2 separate regions of the Mus musculus genome follow, and region 1 is linked to region 2. Evidence: chromatin contacts called from public HiChIP or PLAC-seq data. All regions are on one chromosome and are shown on one strand. Each heading gives the region's core, a stretch centred on a gene start, on an enhancer-like site or on the middle of the called end of the contact. The rest is flanking DNA. Distances are from core to core; before and after follow the strand shown. Region 1 has its middle 14 kb from the start of Gm33134. Region 2 holds the start of 5033421B08Rik (a long non-coding RNA gene).

Region 1 (5,821 bases), core at 3,080-5,579, 160 kb before region 2:
CTGGGTAGACGGTGAACATTCCTGTTGACCTACTATCTGCAGAGCCTGCTCCAGTTGTGGAAATGGACCTGAAGATGGAAAATGAGTCACTACTGTTGGCCCTCCCAGAAGCCATCCAGCTTTAGTCCCGTTCTTTAGGTTCCTGCCCAAACATCAGGTAACTCCAAAATGGTCCCTTCTCTCAGCCACCTGCCAGTACTACCTGGCCCCAGTTGATGGTCCCTGCATGGGTATCTGAAATTCTCCCTAACAAAGTGCATCTAAACAAACAAACAAACAAACAAACAATCAAATGAAAGCTTTCTGAACTGTTCAAGAAGCCAGATCCATAATGCCCGGGCATTTATAGTCTCCAAGGATCACCTCCTATCACTCCGTGGCTCCTGGGGACTTCGGAGCAATGCTGGGCCTGTCCCAGCTTAGAGCTTCATCACTCCGGTCTCTGCCTCCAGCTTTGAGTGATGAGTGCCCCATGTGTCTCCATCTGCACACAGGGGTCTCTCCCACATCTCTGTATCCTAATTTCCCTTTTATAGGAACTCTAGCTGAGGTTAGCGTTGCCTGATCTTGTGCATAATACACTCCATTTCCTCTTAATCACATTTACAGCCTCCTTCCCCAAAAAGCCATCTTCACCGCTCTAGGTAGTCTTAAACTTTGGGGAGACTCTCTTCAGCTCATTGCATTCACCCCCAGTCCTGAGCATTTGGCCTTCACAATTAGCCCTAGGCAGACAGTACCCACTTCCCTTTTAGCTCATCCTGCGTCTTGGGGCTGTGTCAGGTTCTGTGCCAGGTTCTGTGCTTGAGCCCCCAGTTTGGTGTCTATTCTTTGTGCCTCCTGCTCCAAAGAGCTCACAAAAATGTCTCTGCTAAGTGGCATGACTGCCTTCCTTTCAACAGGGCAGCACAGGCCGGGAGCATTGCCTGCCATCCAGAACATTGTCCTTGTGTGGCTCTGCGTGGCTCAGCTGTCCTTGGCAGCTGGCTCCTGAACATCCCTCCAGCCTGCTCCCCATCATCTACTCTCAACCTCTGAGGAAGTCAGAAAAAGGCCCCAAAGAAGCCTGGAGGTTTGAGCCTAGGGCTTGCAGAGCGTGAGGGCTGCGTGTGCTGTGCACTACCATCTCAGAACTGGCTGGCCACACTGGTTTCCTGCCTCTGGAGCGCAGGCTCTTAGCTTCCCCTGTGTTTGTTTCCCTTTTTGTTTTTGGGTTAATGGCCACTTTACTGACTTCCCCTGACAAGGGCTTTAGGTCCCAGAGGGCCATGCTTTTAGATGAGAAAGAAGGACAACGGGTTTCTTGTCCACCTGTTTCCCTAGCATCCAAGGCTTTAGAGAAGCTGAGCAGACACCCGACAGTGACCTCACTTCTGCCCCAGGCTGGTATACAACTCCAGTGAACTTCTCTCTGGTTGTCTGGGTGGCTAAGGATTCGAACCCAGGCCTTCTGGACTGTGAAATCCCTAAAAGGGAGGACCAAATATTAGATGGAAAGGGAAGCTGAGGTGGTGCTGTGGAGCACAGATGTGACTGAGAGAAGAAGCCCATCTCATTAGATGTCTCATTTCATACCTGCCACTCAGCTCCTCTGAGTTGGTCTGCCAGCTTGGGTAGTGACATGCTTCCTTTGTCTTACTATGGCTCAGGAACCTTAGAAAATGGCAGCACGGAATCATCTGACCCACTGAGGCCGGGGCCATGCTGTTTGGTGAGGACCATGGAGCATGTGGGAAGGAGGGTAGATGGGACATGCTGGAAACCAGCCATACAGATGAGACTCAGTAATAACAGCAGGGCGGTGGGAGTGGCGACCTCATCCCAGCTCACCCTACAAAGGAGACAAGGGAATTTTCCCAGCACCATGGAGATGAATAAACACATCTTCCTCTCTCTCCCAGGCCCTGACCTTTTGTTCAGAGCTGCAGGCTGGGTGCCACTGGAAGGAGCCTGTGGACAGAGGCAGCTGCATCCATGGATCCCCACCCTACCCCCCCTGCCCCCACATTTCTCCTCTGTAGCTCACTCCCACCAGGTAGCAGAGCTAGCATTCAGTGTGTAGACTTTCCAGAGTCTACACACAAATACTTGGGCACGGATGGTCATGGCAGTGTTATTCTCAGCAGTTTCCTGTCCACAGGAAACAACCCAAATGCCCGAGGGTTGATGGACAAATATACCGTGGTATATCCATATATGGTATAACGCCATTCAGCATGGAGAGGAAGAACTTCTAGTGACTGTGGCAGGCTGGACCTCAAAACTTGTTAAGTCAAAGAAGCCAGACCCAAAATGCATTGCAAGATCCCATTTGTGTGGAAATCTGGAAAGGGTAAGAATGTGGTGTGGGCAGAAAGCAGTTGGAGGGGTTGGGGGGGCTAAGGCGTGGGGGAGAGAACCAACTGCCAGCAGCCAGGAGGAAACATTTACATTTCGGAGCAGGGGAAATGGTCTAAATGTGAGCATGCCTGTAAGCATTCACTCAGATTCTCCCAGCTCCTCGCTTTCAATGGGGCAGCGTTTACTGCGTCTAAACCCTGACAATGTGAAGCTTTGCAAAGAGGAGCCACGGTCCAAAGCCAACCCTGCCCCAGCGGATCCAGCAATGGTGCACGTTGGTATTTATCCAGAGGACTTGAAAGATTTGCGTCTGCACACTAGCCTAGTGTTTACAGCTTCAGTTTTACTCCTAATTGCTCAAACATGGAAGCAATCAAACTGCCCTTCCCTGAATGAATGGGTGAAGACTGGTACCCAGACAGTGGAATACATTAATACTGTGATGAGACGCACTAGGAGGCCTTGAAAGGTTAGGGGAGAGTGTGCACACTGTAAAGTGAAAGAGACCACTGCACTGAGTCATGCCAGTTCAGTAGCACATAGAGGGACACTGCAGGACCAATGAGAACATCACTGGCCGACAAAGGGTCAACAGAAAGGAAGGGTGAGAGGCTCTTAGATCACTGGTCATTCTTTACAGCAGAGCATCCACAGTAGGGAGGCTATGCATTTGGGGGAGGGGAGACCAGAAACTATGAACAATTGGGACTCTGTACTGTCTGTTGTCTTTCTGCAAACCTAAGAATGCTCTAAAATATAAAAATCTATCTAAAAACAAGGGCTGGAGAAATGACTCAGTTTGGCAAAGGGCTCAAGTTCAGATCCCCGGCACACATATAAAAAGCAGGTATGGCAGTGTGGACCTATAGTCTCAGTCATTGGAGAGGCACAGACGGCCCTGCCCTGGAGCTCACAGGCCAGGGAACCTAGCCAAGTTGGTGAGCCTTAGGTTTAGTGACATTGTCTTAAGAAATAAGGTGGAGAGTGATTGCAGAAGACACCAAGTGTCAACATTTGACCTCTAAAGATGAGCTCCCAGTGAGTGCGCGCACACACACCTGCATGTATACACACCTAAAAAGTGCGTGCATGCGCACACACACAATCTATCTGAGAACATAAATTTAGAAAGGAAAACACCAGGAGAAGGTCTTTTAACTCAGAAGACAGCTGCCAGTCCTAGAGGTTAGCCCTGCCTCCCTATATCCTGACCCTTCTCTGTGCTGTCCCTCATCTGGGATTTAGGTAAGACTCAGCAAACATCTTCCTGGTGGTGGTCAGGATTCTTGTCCCAGAGATAACCACATGGAAGGAAGGAACTGTAGACTTCTATGGAAGAACAGAAGTCTCTAAAATCCCCTGGAGAAATTCAGGGACAAAATCTCCAGCAGGCCTGGAAGCCCTGGACACCAGCTGGCTTTATCTCTGTGTGAGATTTCCAGCTCTCAGTTGAGTCCTCAAGTTGTCCTGTGTTATCCTAAATAGTCAAGGGTCGCTGGTGAGGAAGATATGTCCAGGGTTCTCCCTGAAGCCTTCAGTAAATCCCAGGAGCCTAGGCCACTGTGGCTGTTGAGAAGGTAGGCCATCCTGGGCCTGAGTCCCTCATCACTACCCCACCCACCCATCCCAGACCCCTGAGGTAAACTATGAAGTTACAGTTCTGCCCATGCTCTCTGGGAAGCCCTTTGGATTCAGTGTTGGGCCTTGGCTTGTTAACATCCAGGAAGTACTGCTGTATGACCTGTAGGAAGCAAAGAATGATAACTGCATCATCTCAGACTGCTCACTGCTGTGTGTGTGTGTGTGTGTGTGTGTGTGTGTGTGTGTGTCTGCCTGGTGTGTGTGTCTGCCTGGTGTGTGTGTGTGTGTGTGTGTGTGTCTGTCTGTCTGTCTGTCTGTCTGGTGAGGTGGGGACCTCTCCCTTCCAAACAGTACTCACTCAGCTGCTGACAGTGACCCAAAAGGAGTGGGTGCTTCACTGTGCTTTGTTTGGTTTCGTCTCATGGTTACAAGGGACAAGCTAAGCAAGTCATTTCCTGTCCCCGACCTTCAGCCTGAGACCTTGTTGTTGCTAATAAATAAGAGGCAGGCTCCTGCTGTTGCTCTTGCCTGAGGTCATCCTGATCCCACCCCCTGCCACTGGCACTGGAGCTGGTCCTGAGGACACTCCTTGGATCTAAGGCTCAAGGGTCCTGAGTTTAAGGAGCCAGTTTGAGAGCCTCATTTTAAGAATAGGGAGCCCCAGGCTCACGTGGGGATCAGGCTAGCAGAGTGAGCTTGGCAGGAAAAAACCCTACCAAGCTGTCTGGGGCTCCCCCATATCCCCCTGCCTCAGCTCATCAATGTTTACCCGTTTCTTCAGTGGATGTTAGTGTCATGTCTCTAATGCTTTTCTAGTTAGCTCTTAACCTTTATATTTTTCTAGAAAATCTCTTCCTTAGATTTCAAAAGTTTACATTCTTCTCCTATAACTTTAAAATTGATTTTGTGCTATCAATAGTTTTCAGTCTACGAGGTTTTTAAAATCTTTTAGCACTATATCTATGAAAAATGACTGTCACCACTCTTTCTATTTTAAATGTATGTGAAGGGGTGTGTGTGTGTGTGTGTGTGTGTGTGTGTATTTGTTATATGATTATGGTATATGGACTTGTGTGTGTGTGCGTGTGTGTACATGCTTTTAGAGGTCAGAGGTCAACACTGTATGTCAGTTCTCAATCATTTTCTACCTTTATTTTTTGAGTCAGGGTCTCCCACAGAGCCTAAACTCATCAGTTCAACAAAGCTGGCCAGCCAATGAGCTCCGACTTAAGTACTTGCATGGCAAAAAGTTCCCAAGCCCTTCTACCTGTCATTTATCTTGTCTTTAATCCCAGCGCTCAGGAAACAGAGGCAGGTGGATTATTTGTGAGTTCAAGGCCAGCCTGGTCTACAGGGAGACTTCCAGGACAGATAAGGCTACACAGAGAAACCCTGTCTCAAAAAACAAAACAAAAATAAGTAATAGATATAACAATAAAAAGCCTGGTCTATCTAGTGAGTTTCAGAACAGCCAGAGTTATATAGTGAGACCCTGTCTCAGATAGATAGATAGATAGATAGATAGATAGATAGATAGATATTTTTTAAACTGATAGTTTGTGTTTTAAATGTATATATTAGTATACTTCCTACTTTTATTTAGATGTATTTATTTGCATGTGTGCCTTTACCTATGAAGCACCTCATCAGCATCCAATATTTTCTCTCCATCAAAACACAGTCTGGGCCCCTCCTATTTGTTTTATCATTTATCATTCTCATTTTTGTTGATTTTTCAACAAGTATAAATTTAAAGTTTGTGTTTCTTATTTTAAATATAATAAATTATTTTAAATATTTTAATGTTTATGTATTTATATTTGTTTCCCAGGTCCTCTCCTTAGTTTTGCTATCCCTTTGTAATTCATTTTAAATTTCATTGAATTATACCTTGTTTGGA
Region 2 (5,056 bases), core at 2,305-4,804:
GAAGGAGCCTCACGTCAAAAGCCAAGAGCCACTCTTTAGCCCTTCCACTTCCTAGGTCTGAAGCCCAAGCGGGTCATTCCTTGTAGGTCTTTGTAGGTTTCACCACTTCTGTTAAAAAAAAAATTAAGATAATAGGCATCTCACATCTCTACAGGCATTCTACCAGAGCATATGAGATGGTAGATAGTGGTAGCAGACTATGGGGTACTTGAAAGTGTGGTATAACAAGTCTATAGAAACTCAGAATATTTATTTGTTTGATTATTTAGTTAATTTTTAAATTTTTGGTTTGTTATTTGTTTTTTCAAGTCAGGGTTTCTCTGTGTAGCCCTGGCTGTCCTGGAACTCCCTCTGTAGACCAAGCTGGCCTCGAACTCAAGAGATCTACCTGTCTGTGCCTCCCCAGTGCTACCACACTCTGGCTAGAAATCCAGAAGTTACAAATAAAGCAGGTTACTATTCAATGAAAGCACAGATGGACCTGGCTAATTCCAACAGAGCAAGTTTGATCCTGAGCTGTGTGAAATGCACTTACATGGAGCAAGGGGGAGCTGGCCAGTCAGTCCTTCTACTGAAACACTAACTACAGTCAGTGCCTGCGAGGCCTAAGCAGGTGAAGATGCTTAGACACAAACATGGGACCCGAGTTCAGCCAGTCATGGAAGCCCAGGGAGGAAGAAGAAGAGATCCGACTCCACACAACTGTCTGCTGACAATATTCACAACAATGTGTGAATATTAATTAAAGGAACCCCAATAATAGAAGGGACTCTAGCCAGCCTGAGCGTGGCAATGGTGGCTCTGTCAGGCCTTGTTGTCCTTCTCCATTCTCTCTGCCTTAATAAAAACCATTAGATCGGATTCCTAAAGCTAGCCCCAAACGTCTATTCCCTTATTTGGCTACTTCCTCCTCCTGAGGCTGACTACCAAGGTCCACCTATCAAGGTATTTAAGTCCACCAATCAAAAGCCTCCTTTGGTTCATCACCTGATTAACATGCTCAGTTAAAGTTAAGCACCTCATGCTAACTCTGTGTTTCCCATTTTACCTTTATAAAGTGCCACTTGCCTATGGGCCACATCTGTCTCCTCTCTATCCAAAGGCAGTCCTTTATTGTGTTCTAGGACAAACACCCCTCCATGCCTCCCTTGTTCCATTTTCCTTCTTCCTCAACCCCTATCTTCGTCTTTATCTATTTGTCTTTATCTTTATTCCTGTCTTTGTTTTTTATTCCCGGTCCTTTGTTTCTCCAAGGCAAACAAATCTCCTTTGTTCTAAGAACTTGGTCTTGGAGATCCTGAGCCCATACCAATCCTTTCAATAATAAGTAAAAACTTAAAAGTAACAACAAAGTCGGGCAATGGTGGCACATGCCTTTAATCCCAGCACTTGGGAGGCAGAGGCAGGTGGATTTCTGAATTCGGGCCAGCCTGGTCTACGAGTAAGTTCCAGGACAGCCAGGGCTACACAGAGAAACCCTGTCTCATAACCTGCCCCTCCCCCCAAAAAAAGTAACAACAAAGAATCTTTTATAAAACAGAAAGATGATCTTTTTATTTTATTTTTCTTCCTCCCCTCCCTTCCTCTTCTCTTCCTTCCTAAAATTGTTTAATTTTTTTTTTTTGATTTTTCAAGACAGGGTTTCTCTGTGTAGCCCTGGCTGCCCTGGAACTCATACTATAGACCAGGCTGGCCTCGAACTCAGAGATCCACCTGCCTCTGCCTCCCAAGTACTGAGATTAAAGGCATGCGGCACCACTGCCCAGCCTTTATATATTTTTATATATTATATTTATAAATATGTATGTTTGATATTATAATTACATCATCTCTTCCTTCTCTTTGCTCACTCTTAATCCTCCCATATGCCTCTCCTTGCTCTCTGTAAAATTCATGGCCTCTTTTTTTTTATTGTTATTACATATATTTATACATATTTCTAAATATAACCTACTCAGGCAACTTGTTACTTATCTATATGTTTTCAGGGTTGACCATTTGGTATTGGATAGCACTAAGTCAAATCTTCTTTTATTTGAGTTTTAAACACTGCATTCCAAAGGCAGAAGCTGGCGGAGGTCTTAAGTAAGGGGTCGTTCCCATAGCTGACAGGTGCCTACAGTGGGGTAGAGAACCTTGTCCCAAAGGGAAACACAGAATAGAACATCAACCTCTCTCTCTCTGGTTCTTAAAAAGTGAATGATGTCATTGGCGCCTCTGCACAGGAATGATTCACCCCTGCTGCTCTCTGATGAAGTCAGAATTTTGCAGTAGGGAGGAGCTGAGTTCACAATGGATTGCCACACTCCAGTGTGTTGCCACTGAAGACGTGTCTGTGACTATTTATAGATGGAGCCTGCATTAGGAGTTAAGTGCTCAGAACCCCAGAGTCTGGGAATCAGAGAACACGTTCATGGGCTGTGCCTCGTCCTTTCCTGACACAAAACTGTGTAGCATGATTTAGCAAATGAAACTGTATTCCTAGGAAATTGTCCCAAAGAGAGGCCAAAGAAGCCTCCTAAAGACAACTTTGATGAACTTGCTTCATCTACGGAATGTGTGTTTTTTCTCATCTTGATCACAGTGTATGTCTAAAAAAACAAAAACAAAACTGAAAAGACAAGATACAGTGGAACACACCAATAACCCTAGCACCCAACGGGGCAGAGGCAGGTGGGTCATTGTGAGGTTTAGGGCAGCTTGACCGACATGGTACCTTCCAAGCCAGCCAAGGCACCAGAGGGAGACCCTGTCACAAAGAAAAAGAATCTGATGCATTTACAACGTGGAAATCTCAATGATTAACTAGGAAGTTCACTCTGTCGTGTGTTTATTGATGCCATTAAGGGTTACTAGATGCTTCCTATCTGCCAGGAATCTATTTACAGCACCTGGCTGCCACACTCTGAGGACAGTGTAACTGTCTATTCAGCTTCCGAAGTCTAACTGATAGGGCTTGAGTCTGGCAAATAGGAAACAGGTGGTAATCGTGACTCCCCTAGTTTTACCATGAATCCTTCTAGCAGGGTGTACTTAGGATTGGGACAGAGGGAGAACACAGATAGTGTGTGCTCTCAAAGGAGCTCCAGTCCAGGAAAATTCTTGCAACCAAACCTGCTACTTCCAGCTGATGGGGTAAGTGCTATAAGTTAAGTACAAGGGGAGTGGCATACAAAGGTCTGAGAAGACTCGAATAAATGACATATTGCTCTTTGGCAATCTCCATTAAACTCCACCCTCAAGCACTAGTTTCTTTGTGTAGCTCCCTCCTATAATGATTGTGAGTTTGGCCAGGAACACCAGCTTACCTCAATGGTATCTCGCCATGATTGATGCAAGCTGCAGCTTGCTGTGGTCTTGCTCTTTAGGAATAAAAAAATTTCCCCTGGAACCCACCCACCACGCTCTGAAGAAAATCAACCAGTCTTACATAGAAGCCCCGTATGGAAGAGAACTGTGACCTTGGCCATTAGCCTCAGCTGAACTAACAGCTGGTGCTGCCATCTGTGTGGGTGGAGCCACTAGAAATTTCCACCCTAAACTCCCGACCAACCCCTGGGAAGCTGAAGAACCGCCTGACTCATCAACCCACGGAGATATGAGACATGATGAGCTGTTGTTGTCTTAAGCCACAGGGTTTGGAGGTGGCTTGTTCCGCAGCACTGGATAACAAAACATGCTGAGACTTGGTATCGTGGAAGTTAGCCCGGCCAAATGGAGAACACGTGAGAGGCGTGAGATGGCACAGCGATCTGGATTCTGTATAGGAGGCTGAATAGGAGACTGGGAGTATAGGTCGGGGAGAGGCATTTACTGGAACTGGAGGTCGGCCAAGTCTAGATCAGAGCAGTTGAAGGTAAGTAAATAGTCGTCTCCAAGATTTCCTTTGATCGATAATCCAGTGATAAGCCTGGAAATGTTCCGTAGATGTGATTTATGGCAGGGTACAGCACAAAGCAGAATCAGCAGAGAGGAAAGGCATATGAGGCAAAGTCTGGGGTGATCATCTGAGACAGGAAAGGGGTTTCCTTGAGATACTTCATGCATAAACAACCCTCGCCCAGTGGCTCCCAGACACAGTTCCCACAGCAGTGAGTGGCTACAAGGCCTGTGAAACACTACTAATTGAGGCTCCTTGCACTCGGCACCCTAGGGCTCCTACCAGGGACTTGGCTACACTGCGATGCTCAAATGCTCCACCACACAGCATTCATCTAAATGCAAGAGCATTTTCTGAAAAGACAGATTAACACCAAAAGCTGCAGTCTTGGAGTAGGTTACACTCAAAACTGTAGGTGGGTCTCGTCTAGTTAGTTGAAGGCTTTCATCAGTTCCCCTTAAAAAAAGAGTAGAGTCTAACCCAAGACTGTAACACAGGATACCCACCTCGGTGTTCAGCCTGTTACTCTGCAGATTTGGAGTCAAAACTACAAAATATACTGAATTAGAAGCCTTCTAACCTGCAGCTTTTGACTTTGCTGGCCACTTAAATGTTCCCAATATCCTGTGTTCGTGTGTGTGTGTGTGTGTGTGTGTGTGTGTGTGTGTGTGTGTTTCGATTCCAGGGCCCTCTTCCTGAGTTACATGTGAGAGCCCAAAAGCATAAGAGAGCTGGATTTATATCTGTGTAGGAGTTGGAGTCACTGTCTGGAGCCCTGATGTTCCCACAGACTCAAGCCCTTCTCCCACTTCCTTCTCTCCTAACAGCATCTATCTATACAGGCTTAAACACGTCAGGATGTTAGTGGGACACAAGGACACACCTAGAATGGTATAGCCAGAAGGGACTCAGTGGGACCCCAGGCAAAGTGTGGTCCAAAGGAAAGCTAATTTTGCATGCCCTAAAAGCTTTTGGAATGCAGAGGCTCAAGCCCTAACCTATCCCTGGATCTACAAAATTGGAATACAGATTTTAACAAGATCTCCAGGCAATCTGAATATTAAAGTTAGAGAAGCACTGTCTTGCTCCCTAGTTTAATAATTTATTTTAGTCTATTGGTGGTGGTAGCCCACAGATATAATCCCAGTATTTGGAAGGCAAAGTCAAGGTCACCAC

What was found. HiChIP or PLAC-seq counts read pairs in DNA pulled down with a chosen protein or histone mark.
Region 1: an H3K27ac HiChIP or PLAC-seq map of microglia shows a contact between it and region 2, with 7 times the contacts expected there. The contact joins the enhancer-like site here to the promoter of 5033421B08Rik in region 2. A contact is called at or near these places in 18 of 39 promoter capture datasets (the 3T3-L1 cell line, the C10 cell line, HPC-7-derived erythroid cells and 10 more), 26 of 484 Hi-C or Micro-C datasets (the C10 cell line, CD4 T cells, ECoMG-derived neutrophils and 12 more), 34 of 115 datasets of contacts at active chromatin or transcription factors (the HPC-7 cell line, T-cell acute lymphoblastic leukemia, astrocytes and 24 more) and 4 of 9 other capture datasets (adipose tissue, liver, macrophages and 1 more).

What each region holds. Positions count from the first base shown.
Region 1 is chr12:8,347,097-8,352,917 of GRCm38.p6, forward strand. No RefSeq gene overlaps it. Among named protein-coding and RNA genes, the nearest start is that of Gm33134, 14 kb to the right of the region's middle. Within about 2 kb of position 4,330, at least 150 of the 459 cell types and tissues checked have an H3K27ac peak or open chromatin away from gene starts, as enhancers often do. A contact at or near this core is called in ECoMG-derived neutrophils, the HPC-7 cell line, LSK cells and 17 more, where this site is marked.
Region 2 is chr12:8,507,609-8,512,664 of GRCm38.p6, forward strand. 5033421B08Rik (a long non-coding RNA gene) reads left to right here and starts at 3,555. Exons shown (of 4, transcript XR_872469.3): 1 at 3,555-3,856.